3 separate regions of the Mus musculus genome follow, and regions 2 and 3 are each linked to region 1. The links are chromatin contacts, called in public HiChIP or PLAC-seq and promoter capture Hi-C maps. All regions are on one chromosome and are shown on one strand. Each heading gives the region's core, a stretch centred on a gene start, on an enhancer-like site or on the middle of the called end of the contact. The rest is flanking DNA. Distances are from core to core; before and after follow the strand shown.

Region 1 (4,166 bases), core at 364-2,863:
TGCTTAGACAGTGAGGCAGACAAGGTTCCTTGGTGAGTGGTTTTGAGAGATCAACCTGACACACGAGGACTTTACAGAAGCAGGGGAAAGGGCCTTGAGGCCAAGCTTGCATCTTGGATGTAAACACAAACCACACAGAGGCCTGGCCGTTAAAAACAGAAATAGGTGCTCAAGTGGCTCAGTGATTTTCCAGAGGTGAGAGTTAACAGCAAACGCTTGCTGCCACTAGATACCATCTCATTTTTTTTCCCTGTCACTGCGAAAAGGGCACATCTATTCCGGAAAGAAAAAAAAAGTCATTTTTTTTCCTTCAAGGAGGGCAGCGGTGTGGAGCAGCGGTGTTTGCAGGGGCTGGGGCTGCAGGAGGAGGAGGGGCGTGAAAGGAAGGAGTGCTTTAAGGAGAGGCAGCTAGGGTTTTTCCACAGGGCCCCACACCGGCCACTGCAGAGAGAAAACAGGAGTGGGGGGGGGGAGGAAATGTCCCTCGGGGAGGATGGGGGTAGGGGGGAAGGCCAAGTGCAACCGGCTGAAGGAGGCCAGGTCTCCTCCAGGATGCAAACGAGCGCCAGTTACCTTGGGACACAGCGGGGGGGGGAAAGGGGGCAACCAGGATGGAGGTCTGCAGAGGAGAGGCGGGAGGGTAGAGGCAGGGTCTTCTCCAAGTGCAACCCAGGGACGGAGATGGACAAACAGCAGGACCTAGGGCCTCCCCCGGGCCAAAAGGCGTGGCCAGGCAACCTATAGACCGTCCCGAGATGCTAAGACAGCGCACGGCTACCCCCGGCTCAACCTAGCCCAGACTGTCCGAGGGGCCCGCGCGCGGCCGCAGCCCCCGCCCCCAGCCCGCAGTGCTCTTACCTCCACACCTGCCCCATCTGCAGCAGGTGGATGACCGACTGCCAGATCCACACGGAGAGGCGGCACAGACGCTGCGCCCCCGGGGTGGCCGAGCCCCCCGCACCCGGGCCGCCGCGGGCCGCGCCGTGGCCGTAGCCGGCCCCCATCATTGGGGGTCCCCGGCTGCTGAGCCCCTCCACGGCGCCTAGCCCGCCGCCCGTGTAGTCCTGCACGAACCAGCGGAAGCTCAGGCTCTGCACCAGCAGCGACGGCACCAGCACGAAGAACAGGGTCAGCCCGAAGCAGCCGTAGTCCCCCTTGCGGTAGTAGTCGAGGGCCAGCCACAGGTCGGTACCCACGTCCCCGAAGAACACCAGCAGCGCGAGCACGATCCACAGGCAGTCAAGCCACGGCCGCTCCACCTGCGGCGACGCGGGCTGCGGTCGGCCGGCCGAGGGCGTCGGGGGGTGGCGGCCGGCGGCCCCGGGCGGCTGCAGCGGCTGGTCCCCCCCGTCGGCGGCGGCGGCGCTGCGGCGCGGCTTCTTGCCCAGCAGCGAGCGCAGGCAGGCGGAGCGGCAGCCCCAGTAGCACGAGGAGGTGTTGCAGCAGTGGCAGATGTGCAGCGAGCTGCTCTCGCCGGGCTCGCTGCCGTCGCCGCCGCCGCAGCCGCCTCCCCCGGGCTCCCCGTCCTCCTCGCCGCTGCCCACCGCCTCGTCCAGGTTGTGCAGCTGGGCGAAGCCCACCCCCACGCCACCGCCATCGGATTTCGCCGCCATCTTGACTCTCTTCCCAGCTCCGGAGGTTGGGGGGGAGGGACGGGTGGGGGGAGAAGGCAGGGACCGGGGAGGGGGGGAACGAATGGAGAGGAAGGGGGGCGGGGAGGAAGCGGGGAGCAGACGAACGGGGGGAGTGGGCCAGGGAACCCCCTCCGCTTCCGGGCGGGCGGCGTCACTTCCGGGCGAGCCCCCCAATCGCACGGCGCCCGCAGCCTCCTGGCCCTACCCTACCGGCCAAGATGGCCGCCCTCCTGTGCCTCAGCTGCTGGGCGGGGGGCCGGGGGGTTCTCCCCGCCAGGGCTCCCCGTCCCCTCTTCCGTTGACCCCGAAACCCATCAGGTTGACCCCTCGGCGTTTCAGAATCCCGCTGGGTTGAGTGAGACGGTCCAAAGTGTTCCCTGGAGGAGGCAGTGCCAGACGTTTTGGGGTCCCCTTCCTCTGCGTCGCAGCTCTCAGCTTTGCTCTGGGAGAAACGCCCCCTAACACCCTCCCGGCTGCGGGCAGAGGGGCGGGACCTTTGAGGGAAGGGGAGGAGCTAGTGAAAAGCAGGTGATTACTTGTCACTTCCGGGAGATAGGATGACCTCATTGTGTAGTTAGACACCCCCCTCCCCCCCACCAAAATGGCTGTGTCTCACCTCTGGCTGGATAACCCCCCCTTCATCCGTGTTAGTTTCTTATTTTGAGGGGCTCTAAAAATAATGACATAAGTCAATAAGAGTCCACAAACTTACTGATTCTCACTTCTGTTTAGACATCTTTCATCTTTATTGACCCCCTAATTTTCCTGTCACTTGATAACTTTCCCATATTTTGTAATAAAGTTTCCAACTTTCCCTCAAGAAAATTCTAGGCAAAATTTAGCTAGAAATCAGCCTGGTTGCCTCTTTCCTGTTGTAGCAAGAACTAAATGGGCATCTTGTGACCTTGAGTGTTTTCTGCACAGTCAAACATGTTTTTACCTACTTTTTTTTGTTTGTTTTAGCGTGATTTTAAAACTCTCTAAAGACCTTCATTTGGGAAAAAAAAAAAAAAAAAAAAAAAAAAAGCTTTAAGCTGTATGTATCAATTACTTGTTCAGGCAATTTGAATGTGTGAAACTTGTCTTTGCCAGTGTTTTGGGGGGTGCTAAGGCTCTGTTAGTAAACATGGCTTTAAATGAGTGAAAATGTTATTAATGTGCTATATCATTAAAATAGGTGCAGAGTATTTGAGCTTCACTAACAAATTGTATAAATGAGGCAGCACTGAATGGATTTGAATTACAATGCTCTTTCAGTGGAAGACAGCAAACTACTTAGTTGTTATTGATGAGTTATTTTAAAGAAGTATTTTAAAGAAAAAGTGAAAAAGAAAACACTGGAATTTTCTCATCAACCTCTGTAGATTGTTTTTATCCAATTTTTTTCAGTAATCTAAGAATGGCAATAATGGGTTTTTTTGTTTTGTTTTTTGTTTTGTTTTTTTTGGAATGCTAACAAGACAAATAGGTAATATGTTTATAGCATTGAGGTTCTGAAGAAAAAAACTACTTTGACAACTTATGACATTTAACCCTATAGGATCTACTTCAGTTTCTAGAGTGACTGGGAAAGAAGAGAATACCCTATTGCAGAACACAAGTTTTCATGAGTATATCATGCCAAGATAAAATGTATAAAAACTGAAAAACTATGTAAAGAATTTTACCCATACATTACAGAAAGTGATTCTAAAATCTACTTTGTGAAAGAAATCATATAACTGCATCTTTTACTTTTTGCTATAGTTTAATCCTTTTACTTTCTATGGTAATAAAACAGCACTAACAGGTAAAATATTATTTCTGCATATAGGTGAAAGACTGTTTCTTTGCTGGAGTTGAAACAACACCTTGGGGGCTGGAGAAATGGCTCACAGGTTAAGAGCACTGGCTGCTCCTCCAGAGGACCTTGGTTCCCTTCTCAACACCCACATGGCAACTCACAACTGTCTCTAATCCAAGTTTCAGGGGACCTGGCATCCTCATGCAGACATAAATGCACATAAAAATAAATCTTTTCAAAAAGAAAAAAGGAACAGCAGTGAAATAACATCTTAAACCATGGGTTGCACACAGTTGCTCAGACATGAATTCTTGTTCCATTAAAGTGGTATGTGAATAACATAAACCAGATAATCTCTTTAAACCTCAGTTGATGTCTTCATATCATGGAATATATGCTTTCTTTGAAACTGTGCTCAGTAATAATCTATTTAAAGCTTCCAACATGATACCTCATAGGCAGTAAACAAATGGTAACTAACTGCCTGTGTTATTGTTGCCCTTACTGTTACTGTTATATTGGTATCACCCCAATATATATCTAGTTAAACCCTATTAAGTAAATTTATTGGCACTAATATAAGAAAGCATTTTGAAATATTTCCAGGAAATAAGTGCAATTAATTTGTACTTTTAAATATATTTTCTTTATTTAAATCTGGGACTACGAAATGAGATACAAAAGCAGGCAGTAACGGCATATTTATGATCCTTATTTCTCTGTGCTCTGAAAGAATAGCATCTACAGGT
Region 2 (3,767 bases), core at 766-3,265, 150 kb before region 1:
CTATAGTCACATGGACTATGGCTCAGACTGTTGTCAGTCCTTACTCTGAGTGAGATCACTTCCTCTTTGCCTTTGAAATTCTAGTTAGTTCCTTCCTTGATCATCTCTCTTAGGCTGGCCTAGGGACCATTATAATCCAAAGGCAACACAAAGAAGCTGGTTCTGGTTCAGTGTTGATTTGGATGTTAGTGTCAAAACAAGCTGTGTCTGTGTTTTAGGTGTCCTCAGAGTTGTTCAGAGTCTGAATTTGTGATGGGACAACTTGAGTCAGCATAAGAAATACCACTCCAGGAAGCATTCTACACAAGAATGTTCCAAGTTCAGGCAGGGTTCCCAATGCACTTGAGTGGGCAGCCAAGAGTACCTCAGATACAAACATGCCTGGAAACATGATTTCTAATACAAGTGTCATTAAAGGTGTAGGTACACAGTCTGCCTTCAGTGATCTGTCTCCATACTCTCTCCTGGACTCCCATTCTGGGCAAGACAGCATTCTCCTTGTTTGTTCTTTGCCATGCACCTGGACTGGAATTGGCTCAAACACACCTTCTCCAGTTTTGCTTCCAAATATACAGAATGGATGACGTTTGATGGGAAAAAATAAACTAAGAGAACAGAACTGGACAACTCGCATCTCCACTGAGTCCCTGGATCAGATTTTAATTTCCTGTCTATAAACAGGTGGTTGAGAATGGATGTCATAAGACAGCCATGTGACAGATACAGCAGGAAACACAGAACTGGGCATGAATCCTACCCACAGGCCTTCACAGTCTAAATATCAAGATCTGTGCTCTGCAGGGGATGGAAACTCTATAAATAGCAGAGATGACATCACCATCTTCCAGCCTGTTGCTGTTCAGCTGTCAATTATTTTTAACAGAGGTTACAAAAATTAATAGATGGTGGTAAAACCTATAGCATGATTTAACAATAAATTCATATTCTATCTTTTTGTCTGCCTACTTCTGTGTGACTCTCTCTCTCTCTCTCTCTCACACACACACACACACACACACAGAGAGAGAGAGAGAGAGAGAGAGAGAGAGAGAGAGAGAGAGAGAGATTTAGTGCCAATAGATTTTAAAGGCTAATTATTAGAACAAAAAATCCATGGATCTGAAAATCCATCCCCTGACTCAGCCAAGGCTCTTATCTTTAGTAAGCCCTTAACATATGGTTCATGCAGAGGGACAAATGTGCCCCTTTGAAACACTACATGGGGTGCCTTTAACCAAGGTCTCCACTTCATTGTATCATGAGAAAATCAGGGTTTGACCTTGACCTTGAACCAGCAACTGCCTGTGAGGCTTTAAGTGAACCTAGTAACGTCAAAGGCATTCTCCTCTCTCCCATTCCATCATAGAGGGAGACATGAGTAAACACCAAGAAATGGATCTGGATCTAGAAACCTTCATTTGTCATTAACCTTGAACAAATCCCTTGACCTCCTCCATCCTGCTATCATGAAGTGACTGTGCACCAAGCCAGTTCTGCATCTGGAGTGAACGTCTCCAAGGGAGCTCTTCCCACTGCAACTGTGACATAGGAGATGGGAGACAGTGTTGGTCCTCTGGGTACCCCTCAAGACACAGGAAAACATTACCAAACAGAGCCTCATAATTTCATTAAGTTTCTGATGGAACAAACCAACCCCCATGGCAACCCGAGGTGACCAACCACCTTGGAAGGTCACAGAGCAACTGCATTTCCCGGGGTCTAAAGGTTCTTTACATGTCTTGGGAGAATAAACGTCTGACCTCTGCTGGAAATAACAAGGAAAAGGAAGGAGGAACTGGGAAACAGAGGGGCTATTATTTTTCAATGTACATATGTGTATGTACATTTATATAAATAGCAACTGAAATGGAATGGAGGATGCTTGCTATTTTAAGGCTAAGCTCCAGTAGTAAAGTCATCTCCCAAGTGACGCCATTTACTGGCCGTGCGCCCTTGCATCCAGGCGAAGCTGTGCTGCTTTCTATTCCAGTCACATCCAATGCCTCTTACCAAGCCATCCGTCTTAATCAGCACCTACCACTTGCAGCAGCAGCCCGGCAAGTGGGAAGCCAGGGCATGGGGACTCGAGGGTAGTGGCGAGAGGTGACGTCATGGAGGGGGAGGTAAGAAAGGCAGGCCGAGAAAGAGCTGGCGAGGAGGGGAAGGCAGAAGGCCAGCCATACTACACTCCTGGGCAGCTCCTCCATCTGTGAGCTCGGATGCTTGTCTCAGTCGGGTGGCTGGTGGGTTGGTGAGGCAGCCTAGGGCATACATCCTCAGGAAGATTGTGATGACACCCTGTATGGTGCTGAGATCAGGGACCCTGCTCCTATGATACTGATGCAGGAGACAATGGATGGGTGTAGCAGGATAAAAGCAAAAGCTGCCTTCTGAATCTCCTCCCTGCTCTGCTCCTGGCCTCTTGACTCAGCCTTGTCTCATCCTTGTTGTTTTGCAACCCTAGCCCCAAGCACACTGGACCCCTGACCTATTCAAACCACCACATGCCCTTCTAGAACGTTTCCCCACAAATTGCAACCATCTGACGGCCCAGCTTTTTCAAAGGTGCCCTTCCTCGTTTGGTTCAGCTACACAGAATCACAGGCAGCCTCCGTCACTGAGTGTGATTCCCAGAGTGAATCCTGCCGCTGCTGAGCCCAGGTCAGCAAAGCCCCAGTCATCCATATCACAGGTTCTAGAAACTACTCCACACTTCATTTACCTGACCTCACTAGATACCACACCCCCTTGGCTGGGACCTGAATACCTTTTTTTTTTTTGGCCTCTGGGTATAAATTTCCAACCCTTTGCCCATACTCACAAGCAAAGCACCCACACCAGTGCCATGCACTCACACGGCAGTGGGCCCTAAGTACCAAGCCCCTGGGGAAATCCACTCCAACTTCAATCAATCCTGATTCAGTTTGAGATGTCATTTCACCTGCAGGGACAATCTCTGTAGAGCCAATCCCCAGTCTGGTCTTGTCTCCTCTCCTGAAGAATGACTCAGCTGTATCTTCTGCAGTTTTAAGCTCTTGTGTGACTCAGGAGGATTTGGGCTTGAAGTCAGTGAGGTCTGGCTATCTCAGAACTCAGGGTTAGTGGGATACCCACAGAAAGAGTTCTGGCCAGAGTTCTGGTAGAGGATGCTCTGTACTGTGTTCATGTCTGACCACCACCGGGTCACAGCTGCTCCGGGAATTAAATCTGTGACTGGCAACATGATCAGTAACTCTGAGTGCTTTTCTGTCACCTTTGCCTGACTGTGCTGAGGTTCAGAAGCTGGTGGCCATCAAGTGTCTACCCTTCACTCATACCTGGAAGGCTCCTCTTAACCAGCAGAATAGCCACAGAAGGGAAACCACCCCATCTACAGATGACGAGTCTCAATTCAGTGAAATAATAGATACAAGAATGCCAATAAAGACTTGCCTGATTCCAAGGTTTCAGACTCCTCCTCCTTTCAGCCTAGGAGAGAGACATAACAGCAGAAACAGAGTATAGTTTCATAAAAGACATCTCCCAGGCAAGGCTACCTCACACGTATGATGGATACATAGAGGCTGGAAGTCAGCTTCAGGTGTGAGATGAAAGGTCAGCCTCAGGCGTCCTCTGCAGCCATCCACCTTGTTTTTGAGACATGACCTCTCACTGGAATGCCAGGCTTGCTTTAACACTAGGCTATCAAAGATCAGCTTATCCCAAGCACTGGGATTACAAGTGCATGCTAACATGTCCCATCTTTAGTTTTTTAATTTGTGTTAGTT
Region 3 (3,995 bases), core at 844-3,343, 250 kb before region 1:
GTCCATAGTGGCACCTGATAAGGATGCATGGATACATAAAGGAGTCTGGTAGGAGAGAAGTAAAGGAAGAAAGGAAAAAGGAATGAATAGCTGAAATAAGGGGAACGGCCCTGGGTTTCAGGTAAAGCTTTCTCCGAAATGAATATAAATAACTGGTCCCTAAGAACTCAAGCTTATCACTGTAGCTTTATTGTCTGCTATCTGAGACAGTCGGGCTCTGTAGCCTAGGGTGGCCTTGAACTGGTAACCATCCTCCACCACTTGGCAGGGATCACAGGCATGAGCCATCACATCTGGCTTCACTATTACAAATTTGAGGAAAAACTATGACCCACTAGGTCAATAGAACATGAATCTGAACCTAAAGGTGAGGCCAAGTAAGAAATCCGGAGATTGAATGTCATTACTGCTAACCCATGGCATTCATTGAAGCACACTAACATCAATGGCCTCAAAACTGAAAAAGATCACAACATCTACTCAAAAGAGCTCACTGTGTTGCACGTAAAATCAGTAGGGATCCTTATCTATAAACACCCCAGCAAAACCAAGAAACACTATAAGCATGCAGGCCGGGGGTGGGGGAGGGCACCACAAAGCAAACTGAGTTGTGGATTCAAATTTGCAGTGCTATACCTGGGGAGGGAAAGCTGATCCAAAAACTTGTTCCATAGATACCAGCTCAACAACCTGGTATATAATATACTCAGCACAACACTGTCTTGCTCATGAGCACAGCAAAGACAGCCATATTAACCAGTGCTCTGCATGTGTGTGTCAGACCCATGTGTGGAGAATGCCTGCCAAGGGTTGCTGACCAAGGTTTGTAAGGAGCCCGCCTCTCCCCTAAGAAAGGCATCCCTGTCACATACTGACCCAAGATGCACTGCCCTGCTGCATAAAGAACTGGCTGTCAGGTCACTTGTTCATCCTGTATACCACTGACATTCCAAACTAGATTCATCCAGTTACCTCACTAAAATCTTTAAAGCCTGGGTGAGGCAGAGACTAGTTCATTTTCATGGAAGTAGAGACCAGGTGAACTGCCAGGAAGAGGGATCTACCTAGAAAGAGCAGTTTCCAGTCTATAACCTATTGAGCTGCCTTCAGGAAAAGCAGTGTGCTCCACTAAAACATGCTTTGTTCTAAAACGCCACAGTGACTTTTTTTGTTTGTTTGTTTTGTTTTTTCGAGACAGGGTTTCTCTGTGTAGCCCTGGCTATCCTGGAACTCACTCTGTAGACCAGACTGGCCTCGAACTCAGAAATTCGCCTGCCTCTGCCTCCCGAGGGCTGGGGTTAAAGGAGTTCGCCACCACTGCCCGATAGACACGATGGCATCTTTTAAAAAAGAAAATAATATGTTTATGTTCTTTGATAGCTACACAACTTCCAGGAAAAGTTAAAAGCCAGTTCTTTGTGAGCATCACACGACTGCCAACTGGTGGCAAGAATCCATAGCTACACGTAGTCTCATTCAGGAACAAAGTAGCTTCTGGGGAGGGAATTAGTGGACTTCAGAGGCTAACCACAGCTACTATCTCTCAGTCTCGATTAAAACCATTCATCAGCCTGCACTCCGGTCAAGAACTTATCACTGCCTGACACTTGTAATCCTTCTGCTTTTTTCCTCTGGGTCCAATACATTTTGGACAGTTGGAATTCAGGGCCTGAAGCGATGCTATGGGACCTATCTTTGTGAAACCCCAGGACACTTGGTTCGAGCCTGGAAAAGTGAAAGAATCTCCAGGAACAACAGTCTGAGACTCGGTGTCCTGAATGTCGGAATGCACGCGTGCGCGCACGACCCGAGCCTTTAGTACCAGGAACTGAGTCTGCGGGACGTTGCTGTTCTCTGTCCCTCGCGGGCCCGGCAGTCACTGCTGTCCCCACTCGGGCCTGAACACCCGCGCCCCCGTCATCCCATCACCCGGTCGTCCAGCTCGGCAGACACTCACGCTCTGCTAGCATCGACATTGTCTCAAGTTTGTCGAACGCTGCCTCTGGCCTGACGCCCAGCGGTTATGAGGAACCTGAAGCGCGGTTAAGGAAGAAGCCGGCTCGGAAAGCACGCCGGGTGGAGAGCTTCGCTGGGGCGCGTACTACTGACGTCACCACGCGCGACTCGCTACCAACTGCATGAAGCGGAGGGGCGGACCCGCCTTGGGGGACTGAGGCACAGATTCTTTCTAGGGCTGGGGCAGAGCTGGTTCGTGCGCAGTTCGCAGTTTAACTCTGAAAGCGGGTGTGCAAGCAACCTTAGAGTTGTCCGGGGTTCTGTGAACCATGGGTACATTTAAAGAGCTGGAGAGACGGCCGAAGAGGAAGGTATTGGCACTGGAAGGGACCTATGCTCTTCACACTCTACCTCTGCCCATTGTGGGATGCTGAGAGAGGAGGGAGGGAGGGAGAGAAGGCAGAAACAGCCACCTAGCTGGCAAAGTCAAATGAAACACCGTGGTTTTGTGCTTAACGGCCGGCCGAGAAATGTTAACTCTTTCGTGGTCTTCGCTGTGACAGACTTAAATCCCAGAGGCCTTTCCCAGTTCCATCGCTCTCCCTGGCATTTTTGCTCAATGCGTCCTGTCACATTCTGTTCCCTCTTTTTGCTGTCCTGTCTCCTCCAAAGGTGTGACCTCAGCTATCTCCCACGCTGTTTATTTGCCCTTTTTTCCTCTAGCCTCTCCCTTCAACGTCCCTTTCTTTGTCAAGGCTTCGACTTCCAAATAGACCTTAGCTTTTCTCAAATCTTCTTTGTTTAGCCATGCCTTCAGCACCGGCCAGTGCCCTTACCTTCCAAAGGCTCTTCTTCCCTCGTTTTGTCTTTCCTTAGGAAGGTCACATCCATTTTTCATCAGACCTAACAAGATACCATGTAGACCCCCGATGCACTCAGGGCAACTCTTCTATGATGCAGTGTGCTGGTGAAATAGGGCTGTGCTGGAGGACCTGAGAATCAGGCATGACTGTCACGTTTACCTACCTGTAAGATGAGGACATTGATAGCCCCCAGCCAAGAATGATTGTGTACTTGACCACCAATTATTAACAAGAAAGAAGAGGCAGTAAATGTGACCGTGTGGCAATGGGGCTGGGTCTGACCAAATCACCTACTTAGGATATCTGGGCTTTGCCCCAAATCCTTTCCCTTTCCCTGGGCCAGGGTTCCTGTTCTAGATAACCAAGCCCAAGCCCAGGTAAACGGTGAGCTTTAAAGAAGGAGGGCACACAGGAGCATTTCCTCACATTCAGTGAGGACACCAGCTTTGATGTATGACCCCTCACTCCTCTCTAAAAGATCTTTACAGGACAAGGCAGATTCACCAAAGAGTAGAATTCCTGGTGAGTGTCCCTGGATCACAGCATCAGCTACCTTTGAAAGTCTTTGTCCTTTGTTTGTTTGAAAACATCTTTGGGGAGCATCGTAAACTTCTATTGTCCATTAACCCCAGTTTAAGAAGAATTGGAGGAGCAAGTGTGGAGAGGACAGAAAGGAAAGTATGCAATCCACGCAGCCCTGGAGTCTGAAGCAAGTTTATTAGGGCACTGTATGGAACCTGTTTCTATCCTGGCTTTGCCTAGAGCAGAAACTAGTCTTGGTGATTAAAAAAAAAAAAAGTAAGCTAGTAAATTATTTAATCATTGTAGAAATAAAAGGCAACCGGAAAAGTTCCTGAGACTGTCAGTGTGAAGTTTAGCATGCATTATGTAAAAAATATTCTGTAGCTGTGAGAGTGAAACTCCTGCTCTCTGCTAAATCCTCAGTGATTCTCCGGGAAGAGAGCAGGTTGACATGATTCATTTGTGCCTTCTACCGTCATTCCTCTTTCATTATTAATATTGGCTAATGGGGCTCGGAATTCAGCCATGTGTAGCCTGAACCTGACTGAGCAAGGGGTCGCCGTATCCTTTCCTAGAGCTAGCCATGGTGTGCTGTTCCCAGGAAGAAAGACTGTGCTGAGTGGAATTCCCGAGTGGAATTCCCGATTCAAGGTG

The links. HiChIP or PLAC-seq counts read pairs in DNA pulled down with a chosen protein or histone mark. Capture Hi-C pulls out chosen DNA fragments and counts their contacts.
Region 2: a contact with region 1 is called in an H3K4me3 HiChIP or PLAC-seq map of forebrain, with 4 times the contacts expected there. The contact joins the enhancer-like site here to the promoter of Xkr6 in region 1. A contact is called at or near these places in 5 of 39 promoter capture datasets (the 3T3-L1 cell line, 3T3-L1-derived adipocytes, the HPC-7 cell line and 2 more), 8 of 484 Hi-C or Micro-C datasets (the N1E-115 cell line, cerebellar granule neurons, cerebellum and 5 more), 11 of 115 datasets of contacts at active chromatin or transcription factors (embryonic basal ganglia, embryonic forebrain, embryonic hindbrain and 6 more) and 3 of 9 other capture datasets (embryonic stem cells, liver and pancreatic islet).
Region 3: a contact with region 1 is called in a promoter capture Hi-C map of pancreatic islet. The contact joins the promoter of Pinx1 here to the promoter of Xkr6 in region 1. A contact is called at or near these places in 2 of 39 promoter capture datasets (embryonic stem cells and hippocampal neurons), 3 of 484 Hi-C or Micro-C datasets (cerebellum and embryonic stem cells) and 1 of 9 other capture datasets (pancreatic islet).

Annotation. Positions count from the first base shown.
Region 1 is chr14:63,603,977-63,608,142 of GRCm38.p6, reverse strand. Xkr6 (X-linked Kx blood group related 6) reads right to left here and starts at 1,613. Exons shown (of 3, transcript NM_173393.2): 1 at 859-1,613. The coding sequence starts at 1,613. Gm15918 (predicted gene 15918) reads left to right here and starts at 424. Exons shown (of 2, transcript NR_167937.1): 1 at 424-1,184.
Region 2 is chr14:63,754,694-63,758,460 of GRCm38.p6, reverse strand. The region is part of intron 1 of Xkr6 (X-linked Kx blood group related 6); the gene reads right to left. Among named protein-coding and RNA genes, the nearest start is that of Gm36218, 15 kb to the right of the region's middle. Within about 2 kb of position 2,015, at least 35 of the 459 cell types and tissues checked have an H3K27ac peak or open chromatin away from gene starts, as enhancers often do. A contact at or near this core is called in cerebellar granule neurons, cerebellum, cerebral cortex and 4 more, where this site is marked.
Region 3 is chr14:63,858,410-63,862,404 of GRCm38.p6, reverse strand. It overlaps Pinx1 (PIN2/TERF1 interacting, telomerase inhibitor 1), which reads right to left and starts at 2,093. Exons shown (of 7, transcript NM_028228.3): 1 at 1,958-2,093. The coding sequence starts at 1,976.